Regions from separate parts of the Gossypium hirsutum genome. Here region 1 is linked to region 2. A link is a contact called in public Hi-C data. All regions are on one chromosome and are shown on one strand. The core of a region is the stretch at or near the end of the contact, and the rest is flanking DNA. Distances in the headings are between cores, read along the strand shown.

What was found. Hi-C and Micro-C count contacts between places; a contact is called where the count stands out from the background.
Region 1: a contact with region 2 is called in a Hi-C map of leaf, with 1.8 times the contacts expected there. The contact joins the promoter of LOC107915800 here to the promoter of LOC107915796 in region 2. A contact is called at or near these places in 12 of 34 Hi-C or Micro-C datasets (callus, fibers, hypocotyl and 2 more).

The regions. Positions count from the first base shown.
Region 1 is chrD10:60,478,905-60,485,259 of Gossypium_hirsutum_v2.1, reverse strand. It overlaps LOC107915800 (vacuolar protein sorting-associated protein 24 homolog 1), which reads right to left and starts at 4,660. Exons shown (of 6, transcript XM_016844992.2): 1 at 4,242-4,660; 2 at 3,993-4,069; 3 at 3,123-3,225; 4 at 2,749-2,870; 5 at 2,111-2,305; 6 at 1,710-2,030. The coding sequence starts at 4,353. The coding sequence ends at 1,950. LOC107915799 reads right to left here. Exons shown (of 5, transcript XM_016844991.2): 4 at 6,318-6,355; 5 at 5,673-6,020. The coding sequence ends at 5,967.
Region 2 is chrD10:60,313,212-60,319,853 of Gossypium_hirsutum_v2.1, reverse strand. LOC107915796 (protein SEEDLING PLASTID DEVELOPMENT 1) reads left to right here and starts at 2,438. Exons shown (of 9, transcript XM_016844984.2): 1 at 2,438-3,785; 2 at 4,308-4,522; 3 at 4,907-5,039; 4 at 5,148-5,339; 5 at 5,611-5,773; 6 at 5,892-6,196; 7 at 6,497-6,642. The coding sequence starts at 3,327.

The DNA of each region.
Region 1 (6,355 bases), core at 3,411-5,910, 160 kb before region 2:
TAAGATCACATTAATTTTTAATAATTTACTCTTTAATCTAATTAGTGGTGTTTCAACACTCAAACTGAATTACTTAAAATATAAAAATCTCTTACTCTTACTTGAAATGAAGTTTTTTTCTTACATATACTAATCAAATCGAAATATTTTGATTAATTTAGTCGGTTAATCGAATAATCAAAATTTATATTTTTACTTTTTGATTAAAGTAAATACAAAATCTTTTATTTAATAGTTCAAACAATTTTAGATGGAGGTGAAAATAATAAATAAAACATTTATATTGGATATTGGAGTCAAAATGAAATCGTTTTATAATAGTTAAATTCAAAATGTAGTCTAAAGGATATCAGTGGAGTCACCAAGTTTTTTAATCTTTGGTCAGAGCATAGATTCAACGACAATCGAAAAAACCTACTTTTTAAAGCAATATGGTGTTTGAAAAAATTGAGATTTAGACAAAACATAGGTTTAAGAATGATTGGAGAAGTGCTCTTTTGATTTACTTTATTAGGAAAGATTAGTGAGGAGTCTTGTCTGTGGGCGTACAAAGGTTCATCTATCAAATCAGAAGGCTGTCTGAAATAATTGAAAGAAAAATATATTTACTTATGTGGTGAAAATTAAAGAAAGTCAAGTTGAGATCACCATTTGACCTCTTTTGATTATATAATATAATAAGTTGACAAGTTTATCATGATTTGATCCGGTTTAATCATATACTTAAGTTGACTATTTGTTTCTAACATGTAAGACCAAGTTTATTTTGATTTGATGCATTTTAGTTTAATTTAATGTTGAATATTTATATTTTTTTGTCAATTTATTATTTTTAAATATTTTATTTTATTTTTTAAAGAAGTCGAATTTTAACATTAATATATTAAAAAGAGTTGAATTATTGTTTTTAATGAAAATATCAATTAAAATATTACATTGTAAACATTGCAGTTTGCATAGTAATACATTCGTACTTAATATTAATTTTTTATAGTTTTTTTAAAAAAAATTTATACAATTTTTAATTTATTTGTTGACATAACATATAACTAGACCTGATAATGTTTCGAACCACTTGCTCAAGATTGAAGGCTCACCGAAAAAGTGTGAGGGTTTGAGTAAAAATATAAGTCTAAAAAGTGGATTTGGATAAAAAAAAAGTGTCGTTCTCTAAACGAGCTGCGTCTCAAGTAAATTTTTTCCCCTGCTTCTATTTATTGTTATTGTGCTACTATTTTGCTATTATATTCCTACTATTTTATCGTTATTGTTTGGATATTGTATAACTCTTATTTAATGTTTTTGTGTATTTGATGTATTATATATTTTTAAATTTGTTTTTATATATAAATTAATACAAGCAAACTGAATTAGGCTCGGATTTAGCATTTTTATATGGACTAAACTTGAGTAAAATTTTAAGCTCATTTTTTGAGCCTAAACTTAGAAAACAAGCCTAAAATTTAATATCAACCCAACCCGACCCATGATCAGATCTACATAAATCACTAAAAAAATTAATAATTAAATTTAACTAAAAAACAAAATAAAAAAAAGTGATTAACGTTAGAAAGCTAAATTTGATATAATACATCAATTATAAAATAATTCATGTTTCAACATGCAAAGACCAAGTATGTCTGGATTTTACAATGAAGTGCAAACTTGTAAACTTGTTATACAACTTGCAATAAAATTTTAGGACTATATTAAACTTGTAATAATTAAATGATATTATTTAAAAGAATTAAATAGAATTTTAGTGAAGCAATTGGCCTACTGCTCCACAGTTTAAATCCATATTCACTATTGAATGTTTGGGTTCAAACTTCAAAGCTCTCTTCAAACACAACAGATTAGCTCAAATCCCCCTTTAATGGAGGAATACAATACAAAGCACAGTTTCAGTTGATAGATAGCTAAAGAACACCATAAACAAGGTGAAATTTTCACGATCGAACTCGAGCAAGCCGTGCCCTTATCTCTTCTAGCTCTTCCTCATCATTGCCACCCTCCACTATAGCTTCTTCCTATACAATTTATAAGAAATTGAATTGCTTCAGCGTTTTGCAAAATCAAGTGAATGAAAGGGGTTTAAAGTTTTGCATACCTCTCGGGAAGTGCTTTCTTTATGCGCAGATACCCTCACTCTTTCCTTCCAAACAGCTTCAGGAAGCTCTGCTGCAGTTTCACCGGCTATTTCCGAAAGAACCTTATCAACTTCTTCTTCGGTCTCTACTTCGATATCTTCGGAATCCAATGCCGAGTCAAGGGCATCATTTACCATTTCTTCAATAACCCCTGCCTGCATGGTTGAACAGAGGCATTTATCTTAAAACAGAAAATAAGAAACTCGAAAAATATGTAGAGCATGTAGATGCTTCTCACATTGCACTTGGAGTCATTGTACTTTTAAAAGAAGATGCTCATTAGTTCACGTATGCTACTAAATAGTTGTCTAATTTCGTTCTTTCAATCTATACAACACAGATATCGGTTGTTAACTTTAGACTTTGATTGGACACATCCAAAAATGAATTTCCCGACCAAGTTCACTTTTGTACAACTTTCAGTAAAAAGAACACCACTAAAAACCAATCTTGAGGCAACATAGCAACTCTGAACAACAATAGTAGAATACCAAGTGTCCTATGCTAGTGTCAATTCCAAGGTGTTGACCACGATGGTAAATATTATGAAACAAAAACTGGCACGTAAATGTAACAAAGTTACAAACTTGAAAATTACCTTGATCATTTCTTTGCTAAATTCTTGCATCGTGGCAGCCATTTGTGGAGCTTTCATGAGGTTGTTTACAAGTTTCATGACTTCAGCACTCTTGGACAAATGGCCAACAGTTCGAGCAATTGCTTCAAATACAATCCACCATAAAGAACATTTAGAAAGAAAAGCAGTTCTTCCAAAAAACAGTAAAATACATGTTCACTTATGTCAGATGATAAATCTAATACTACAAACATTGATATATTCAGGGAAATAAGCACGTGCCAACAACATTCTCAGCCTATGTTCAAATTAAAAATGTTTCCAGGTACTGGGGAATAAAAGAACCGTTTGGAATAAATGCAATGCACAGATTTCAGATGCATAAGTTGTCATACCAACACTTTCTCCAAGGTGCATTGATATTGAATTAAGCTGCGCTTTATTCTCATATAGACGGTTCACAGCTTTTCTCGACATTACAATTTCTTTTGCGAGTGCCTAAAGACGAATAAGATCACAACGAGAGCGTACATAAGAAATGACTCCTCAATAACAAGGCAAATGCAAAATTACAGACATGAAAGCATGCACATAAAGAAAATAAATTATTTTCACATATAATACATGTGCTAAGGCACATAGGTTTCATCAGATTGGACCACCCAACGAAAAGATGATCTTTTCATTATTCCAAAAATCAACATCTTTCATGTTTTTAGTGTGCAGTTCCAGCTTAGAACCAATGATGAGTTACATCTCCTGATCCTAAGATCGACTAGAGAACTCATTGGACGAATACCTATTGGATGAATACTGAAGATCAGCTAGACTTAGGATAATCAAGTAGCACCCTTTTCGTATGAATGTCCAATCATTTCATCTAATAAACCACAAAATCCAATTTACTTCATCAATTTAAAACATAAAGTCATTCTACACCATATAATGACCTAGATCCTTTTACAATAACTTTAGATTCACAAGATGCCATGTTTAAGGGTGACTACATGAACCGATGGGTACGTCTCAATGATCTTTTTATTTGCTAAAATAGAGCCAATCCCCATTGTTAGATGCCACTCTTAAGGGCAGCCGAATTAACCAACAGGTTCTCCTCAATGATCTTTAATGTAATTACATAACTTATCTTCCTAATCAAACCATTCCAATTATAAAATATTGAATTCCCTCAAAAACTATGACATGATTAATCTATTTAGCTAAAGTTCCATTAGAAAGAAAAAAAAAACCCAAGAATTTTTTACCTTAGCAGAACCCATGTCATTTCTCTTAGCGGCTTCTCGAATTGCCTTCTGCACACCTTTCTCCTCTCTCTGAACATCTAATACAAAATCCACATAAAAATCCCATAAATTTTCTTATAAAAAAAACCCCATTATTTTAAACCTGAATTCTCACATACCCATTAACTGAAAGATTCAAAAGTACCACTAAAAAGCAATCATCAAAAATTTTTTCCAAACAATTAAGGGAAAAAGATGGAAATATCTTGCCTCTGATTTGGCGTTCAATGTTACGGCACTCTTGACGAAGCTTTCTTTGCCAATCTCTTAGTAGTTGTTGTGGATTCGGCTTGGGTTTCAACATATTCTTAAATTTATCCATCTTTACCTTTTCTTTCTCTAAATTAGTCCCTTTTCCTTTCCCTCTCTTCGTAGCTTAAAAAAATGGCGAGAAAATTTTGCTAGGAAAGCTTGAGCTTTTAGATCTTTCTATGGAATGGAGCAAAGAAAATGGCTTAGAATCAAAGCTTTCCTGTTTTTCTTTTCTTCTTTTTTTGCCTCAATTTTCTTTTGCCGTGTTTGGTTTCGGAATCTTTTACCTTTCCCTTTTCCTTCTATATTTTCCGGGAAAATACGTGTGATAGAACAGTCTGCAGCGCACTTAGCAACACGACGTCGTTTCACCCACCGCGTTAACATTTCCTTCTCCTATTTTTAATTTTATTATTTTATTATAAATTTGAATTAATGTAAACTAATTTATCACAATTTGTATGACAAAATTTATTTGAAACGATGAATTGTGATTAATTAATTTTTTTATATAATATCTAAAATTATGTATAGCCCCTCTCTAATCTATAAATAGGAGCATAATACACTTCAGTATACTCGAACCTACGTGCTCCTATCCTATGTTGGCAATAATTCCCATACCAATCTCTAAAACATAAGTAAATTTATGATTGTAATAAAAATAACAATTATTTTATATAAAATTTTAATGAATATATTTATTACATAATTTATCACAAACTCATAAAATTTATATTATTTACTTACATTAATAACTATAACAATAAATAAATTAGTTCATGGAATTTAATATTTAACTTGTTTACACCTTACTTTTTTTTTCTTTATACAATGCCTAGAACTACGCATAATCGCTCCTCATCCCTTAAATTAAGAGAATAATGCGTTTTAATATACCCAAACCCACGTCTTCCTACATTAACAACAAATAAATGATACAAGGCTCCAACTTTGATTTTTTTTCCACCTAACAACAATTTTTTGCTTGATTTGTGCCTATTTTCTTGATGATTGTATTTATTTCTCTTAAATTTGGAGTTATTTCATAAAAAAAAAAGCAAACATTAAATAAAAAATGAATATGAAGTCATGAATGAAGAATTAACTTGCTAACAGCTTATGCTAAGACTTAGTGATTAAAGCTTCCTTTTGACGCTCCATATAATAAACAAAAATTGCTAACACCTTATGTCATCATCAACCTTAAACCAATTGAATTGAAAATACAACCAGTTCAACCTTCAGTTCAGTTCTGGGATCCATCCTCATCACGATGCCAACCAAAAAGTAAATACTATGATGCTTTGGACATGAGTAGGACAATATGATTTTCCAAGAAGCTTCCTAACATATTTATATCTGGAAAAAATCCCGTTGTCGAACACATTTTGAACAATGGTACGTAGTTATGATCCTCTAAATAGAAAAAAAAAATCATCATACACGTGTAAGACAGATATCCGTATCCAACATCCTGGAATGACAGTCACAATGTGTGTTACATAAATCTAAGGAGGCCAATACAATCCAGGCTTGGAACTGCCACTCTCAATCTTGAATATCAATGGAGGTATTCCAAATCTATAAATTTGTAAGACACAAAAAAGAAAAAGAAAAAACTTCTCCAATTGTCTACCAATCTCCGATGCCAGAGCTTCATCATAGTTCATCACTGATTATCTAATCATACAGCCCGTCGTCGTGCCAAATATCAACTAGAAAATCTACCATTTCCTGCATTTAGAACAACAACATTCATTGCAGTAAGTTTCTTGTGGCTGCAGTAATTCATTTAAAACAAGGAACTCTGGTCAGTCCCTTTCTTTTTCGTATGTATGAGAAACACGAGGGAGGGATTTGAATCATGAACTTTATTCCTCCTAAAGAGAAGGGGTTAGACAGCTAAACCAAGCTCGAGTTGCTCAAACAATCTATTTTATCGTACTATACCGCTGCTGATCAAGTCTCCTTAACATCCAAATCTATTGTTTGATGATTGATTCAATAATCATTGCAGTTTCAGAAACTTACTGGCAAAGGAATTGGCTCGGAAAATGGTTCATTAGTTG
Region 2 (6,642 bases), core at 1,189-3,688:
CTTCTTCCTGTGATAGTACGAGATAATTATGCTTCAGTAGTCCCTTTATGGCCCCACTTGAAGATAATAGTGTTCTTGCTAAGAGCAGGTAGTCTATCCAAGTGGCTACTCACACTATGGCTAGTCAGGTGGTAGGAGGTGGAGGGTTGTCCACAAGTTCTTCTCAAGTAGCTTCTAGTGATGCCATGTATCCAAGCTGAGCATGGATTTAACAATTGTCTCCCCCATTGAAAGGTAGGTTATAAAATAGCCTACCTTGAGACGATCTGTAATCTTTGTGAGGGGTAAAATAGTAGGTGGTATGATAATGACTGATTTGGAAGACTAAAAGTTGCTCATTATGTGTACTAAGTACGTGTTTGGAGATGAAGGATTGCCTTGAAGCTTTCAAAATATTTGCATTTAATGCAAAGCTAAACAATTATGCATGGCGAGTCAGAGTAATGATGAATAGCAACTCTTCATCCAACAGTGTCCGGGTTTCATTAGCTGTGACTTATTGAGGAGTACAAATGATGAAATGCACCGTCTTGAGAGAATCCTATATATTATCTTCTTCTTCGACCTTGTAATCATTTTTGTCGCTGTTGGTTTTCGAATTTTTCTTTCTAGTTTTCTACTGTTGTGTAGGTGGTCCTCAAGTGCTTCTGTTTTTGGGTTTCTTACTCTCTTGCTTGTTGTTTTCCTTGGTTTGGGGTTTTTCACTTAGGATTTCCAGGGTAACCCTCATTTTCTTGCCTTTTCTTATCTTTCTCTTCGTCGTTTTGACATTTATGGTTGAAACAAGCTATAAACCTATTATCGAACTTCCTAGAAGGGTAGTCGGAGATCGATGAGCTTAGTCAGAAGAAAACGAGCCTATGGTCAGTGCTTCCTATGAGTGCACCACTGAGATGGGGATGGGAAGGTTGTTGATGTGAAAGAGGCTTGTCACGAGGCACCACAAATATAAGTTTAGTATACTGGAAGGGTTTCATCCCCTTAGCGGAGTCTCCGGGCCCCATTGTACTTACTTGAATCTGGGATCCACATTCCTTTTCACCCCTTTGTCTGCGGCTTGATCAATCTCTAGGTGTGGCACTCGGATAGACCACCTTCTACCTCGCCACCCAGACCACCTGCTCTTGGTAGGAATGCTCTTATCTCCAAGTGAGACCACTAAATTATAACTACCTTATTACCTCAATAAGGAAAATGTCAAAGCAATGTCTTGCTTGATGACAACCATCTTATTGCGTGATGATCACTTTCTACCTTGCCACTTGGTCAACCACATGCTCAGAATTGTGGCATTATTAGGTGGGAGACCCTTCTCCTATAAATACTCTAAAGAGCAATGAATAAAGGATTAGACTTTAAACCCTCTTACTAGTCCTCAACCTCGGTCTTTTTCAGCATACTACCCCATTTTCTATCTCCTTGTACTTTTTTGGCTCTCCATCTTATTAGGTGAATCGACCTCCTATATACTATCACATTCTCCTCTTTATCTTCTTCTTTGTTGATATCTATTATCAATAAATTTCGTAAATATTATACATGTATTATGATTATTATTAGTTTCAAATATTATATTTTTATTATTTATTGTATTTTAATTAAGAGCCATTATAAAAAGGACAGGTTTGAAGGGGAATAGAAAAAGAAAAAAAAGGTAAAATTTTGTAGAAGGAAGATAAAATTAAAAATAAAAATTTTGAAGAAGGGAGATTAAAAATAAAAAAAAAAGGCACAAAAGAAGGTTACAAACAATTTTTTACCATAAGTTTTTTAAATTGTAATTGAAAAAGCATTCGGTTGCACTTTGTTTCAACTATTGTTCAAACATATAACTTGGTTGGTTGTACAATGATTTCGTTTTAACAAAGATTGGAATAGAATTAAAGGAACAAAATAAATGCAAAGTATAGCAAGGAGCAAAGTAAGGAGATAATTAACATGTAATATTTGTTAACGCAATTTTGATTTACTGATTCTACTTTGTGGAGCCCCGTTTAGTGAAAGGTTTTATTCAATAATCATCTGAATCACTTATTGGCTTAAGTCTAATCTATCATTACACAAAAATATAATTGTAGCCCCAACTCCAACCCCAATTATTACAAATGGATCTCCTAAATACCTCACAATGCAATAGAAAACCTCTCCAAATAATGCCTAAAAAAGTATCCATCAACAATGCAATACAAACAACCTATTTATAGGTCTTTTCAAGTGATCACCAACAATGTTCTGGTAAGCTTAAAAGATAAAGGATAAAGATAATATAAGTATCCACCAAAATTTAAACAAAATTTTAATTGCTACAAAAAAAAATTGTTCTAACATGAAATGAGACAAGGAAGTCTAAATTTCCAATTTTTATCTAAGGTGAAGTAAATTTTATTTTATAGTAAAATTAAGCACCAGGCCCTGAATGAGCAACCTTATTTGAAAAAGTTGAAATCATTGACTAAATTAGTTTATTGGTTTTGAAAGTATAACCCAATTAATTATTCAAGAGTGGCAATAAACAATACCATGCAGTCCATGCTAGAAATCTAATCAATTGAATGTGAAATTAAATTGACAATATTTAATTTCAAATTCAGCTACTTGTTGAGCAGGTTCAAGTATAAGTTTGGCGATGGTGTGGGTTCTTCAAACCTGGGTTACTCCTCAATTTGCATCCAGAGATTTGTGAGTGTGATGGCTCCGTACTCATCCCAAAGACTTTTCAGGTTGGTGTAGTTAAAACAACTTATTATTCCTTTTTTTATTGCGTGTTGACCATGTCCTCTTGTAGATCATCCCAACCCAAACTTTTTCTTCACCAATAAGGCATTATGGTGAAGAAAGATCGTCACTTTGCTTTACATGATCCTCACTTCCGTCATTTTGGTCTGAATCGCCGTCTTGGAATGGCTGTTCGACGTTCACACTATTTATGACCCACTAATTTGTAGGGCCGACAACTGAACGATGCCGTCTCTGATCTTCTTTGCACTTCATCTTCCTCCTTGCATCCTTTGCCTTCCTTGATATAGTTAAATGTAACCATCACTTAAATTTTACAGTCAGTCATCCATGTTTTATACTCTTTTACAATGTAATCCAAAAAATCCAAAAAATCCACCACGTGTCCTCTCAATCAACCTCCATAACTTCCATGGTCGCTAATGCCTGCCTTTCCTCTGTTGGGGTCCCACTTTCTCTCCAATCCCAGAGGAGATCCCTTCGAATCTTCTTCTTTCTCCTTGCTTCTCATATCTTCTTTCCTTTCCTTTCCCCTTCCTACAAAACCAAGACCAAACACAGAGAGAAAATAAAATTCATCGTAAAGGGAAATGAGAGCTTTGAATTCGAGATTTGTTCTTATTGACATCACCAACAACGCCGCTTCATGGCGCTACCGTCAGAGGCATTCCCACTTCATCACGTCCGCGCGCGGCGGAGCTCATCAAAGACCATATATGCCGCCTTTGAAGCAATCTCAACCCTCTGTTCTCCGAACCCCTCAGATCCGTAAACCCTCCGATCGAACTACGTCCTCCAATGGATCGTCGTTGGATTGCCCGAACCCAGCTTCGACTTCCCGGGTGGAGTCATGTACGGAGCTCGATTTGTTCCTCGAGATGTTGCCGTCGAGGATGAGGAGTGAGCTTAACGGGCATGAAGAGATTGGGGAGTTGATTGAGGTGGTTATGGATTTGGGGAGGGAACCTCTCGCTAGGTTTCCTTCGGGGGATTGGGTTATTTCGGAACAACCTGTTAAGCATGAAGATTTAAAGCATGCAACATCAAAGGTAATTTTAAGTGAATTACTAATGATCACGTTGAATTTTTTTTCTATAGGTTTTTAAGGATGATTGGTCAACCAATTAGATTAAGCTTTGGGTATGAATTTTTGTTTTATGTTTAACAAAGTTACAAAGATAATATTTTGGTAAAAATTTTGACTTTAAGTGATGCCTTTTCGTCAGAACTTTATAGTAGTATAGTATTGACCGGAGCCCCAGTGATCATTATTATGGAGTTTAGGGTTTTTCTAATATTATATTGCTAAAAGTGTTTTCTTTTTTATGGTGATAAAATGAACTTTAATAGAAAGCTAATATAATGCTATTAACAGGTATAAATCTAATCACTTTTTTTTTATATGATGAGTACAATGTCTGTTGTATGATGATAATGATTTATATTTTAATATTAATTGTATCTTTAATTGTTGAAAATGAGATTTTTGTGGGTGGATGAGTTCTTTCTGGAATGAATTTGCTTGTTTTTGGCAAATATTAAGTGAACTGAAATTACTGTTTTTGCTCTAGGTTGGTGACTTTTCAGATGACAACCGTTCGGGTATTAATAGATCTTTACATCGAATTAGTGCTATTAGAAACCGTAAATTGCAAATTATTGGCCTCACTTGCCGTGTGGGTCGAGCTGTGTCTGGAAGTGCTGAGATTATCCGTGACTTGATCGAAGGAGGAGGTTCCATCCTCGTCATAGGTCCTCCAGGAGTTGGTAAAACAACCTTAATCAGGTACTTACCTGCGTACTGTTTACAAATCACTGTACTGATTTGAAGTTTGAATGATGTCTATGTTGTTGCTCAATGTCCTTTTACTTCAAATAATTACTGTGTGATTTTCTCTTCAGCTTTTAAAAAGAAGATTAGTTTTAATTATGTGCTTCGTGTTGTAATTTGTTTAGATTAGATAACCCCTCTTTTGATACCTTTTATAATCTTAATGTTGCCTGATCTCACACCAATTTCACTGACTGACTATTTGAGTTTACTGAAATTTCTTGAAAGAACTTTATTGGGTTCAATCTGTTCAGATATCTCCGTGTAGGCATTTGACATAAAACTGTATTAGTTTTTTTGGTACAGTTGGCATATGACAATCTTTTTTTCTTTTTGCAGAGAAATAGCTAGAATGTTGGCAGATGAACACATGAAACGTGTTGTTATTGTAGATACATCAAATGAGATTGGCGGTGATGGAGATGTCCCCCATGAAGGAATAGGGCGTGCAAGGAGAATGCAAGTTCCGAATGTAAATATGCAGCATAATGTGTGTTTTTTTTTCTCATTGCAAAATGTCAAAGGACTTACTCTCGAGGTTGCAGTTTGCTAAATTGTCTTGGGTTCGATTACCTTGCAGGTTATGATTGAGGCAGTTGAGAACCATATGCCAGAAACCATCATAATCGATGAGATTGGTACAGAGCTCGAAGCATTAGCTGCCAGCACTATTGCTCAACGAGGAGTTCAGCTGGTTGGCACGGCCCATGGAATGACCATTGACAACATAATCAAGAACCCTTCTCTACAGATCCTTGTTGGTGGCATCGAGGTGCGAAGCAGCTTCTTTTATCTTACTTCATATCTCTTGTATGGGTTCAATACACTTGAAGTGGATTTTTTCATTTGGATATACCACTTAGGTTACTTACACTGTTGTTGTCTGAGTCTGTTCGTTTGATTTCATGTTGTTATGAAATTTATGGAACAAGTAAAAAGTTTCAAGTACAATTTATTTATATATAGATAAATTTTACCAAGCTATGCCAATTTTAGGGAAGGATTTACATGGGATTACAAGTCATTCTTTCGTTTGAAAACAGAGTGTAACTCTTGGTGATGAGGAAGCAAGGAAAAGAAAAGTGCAAAAGACTATTCTCGAAAGGAAGGGCCCATCGACTTTTACATGTGCTGTTGAGATGATATCTAGGACTGAATGTCGTGTTCATCATAGACTTGATGCAACGGTGGATGCTATACTGGCTGGTAGATTATATACATTACATATTTATTTAGAAACCTTCTTTTGGAATCTACATACTTGCGTATGATTTGAAGTGTTCTGTTAATAAGATGTTTAAGTAGAAACATTTCTGGTTGGCAGGGAAATCTCCTTTATTTGAAATCCGCCAGATGGAGCCTGAAGCTAATGTTCCTCTCAAGTCTACTGTAGTGCATAAAATTGATCATCTTGAAGAACCTGACATGCTTGTTAATGATGAAAAAGGTGCTGAAGTTGATTACGGCGAGGAAGATGAACAATCTGACTTGCTTTTTAATGAAGAAAAATTTGCTGAAGTTGATTTTAGTGATGAAGATGAAGATTATCTTCCTAAACCTAAAAGGAAACAGAGGTTTACTGGATCTGCAAGCAAAAGGACCTTACCAATATTTGTTTATACTTACAAGGTGAAGCACACAAATTTCATTTCCATCACCTTTATTTCATTATGTTTCCATTCATATAATAATTTGAGGCGATGCTGAGAAAAAGCAGGTCGGATTTCAAGACTAAGATATTGTTTTAGAACTTTTCCCCGAAAAGGAACATGATTCATATTATTATTGGACGATATTTAATAGATTATTGTGGGTGCATTTAATAAGCTTAGTGAATGTGGTGCCCTGCTTGCAATGCCCCTGAGGCTACCAGTTTCTTCGTGCATGGCATTGCTAATATAATTTTTGTTGGTTGGATGTATCCTTTAGATCCTAGAAGCTGATCTCTTACAAGTAGCAACAGTAATGGGACTTGAAGATGAAATAGACGTCACCGATGACATTGGGATGGCTGATGCAATATTAGCATCTGCATCTGAAATAAAGCAGAATCCGTGGATTCGTGGGGTAGCAAA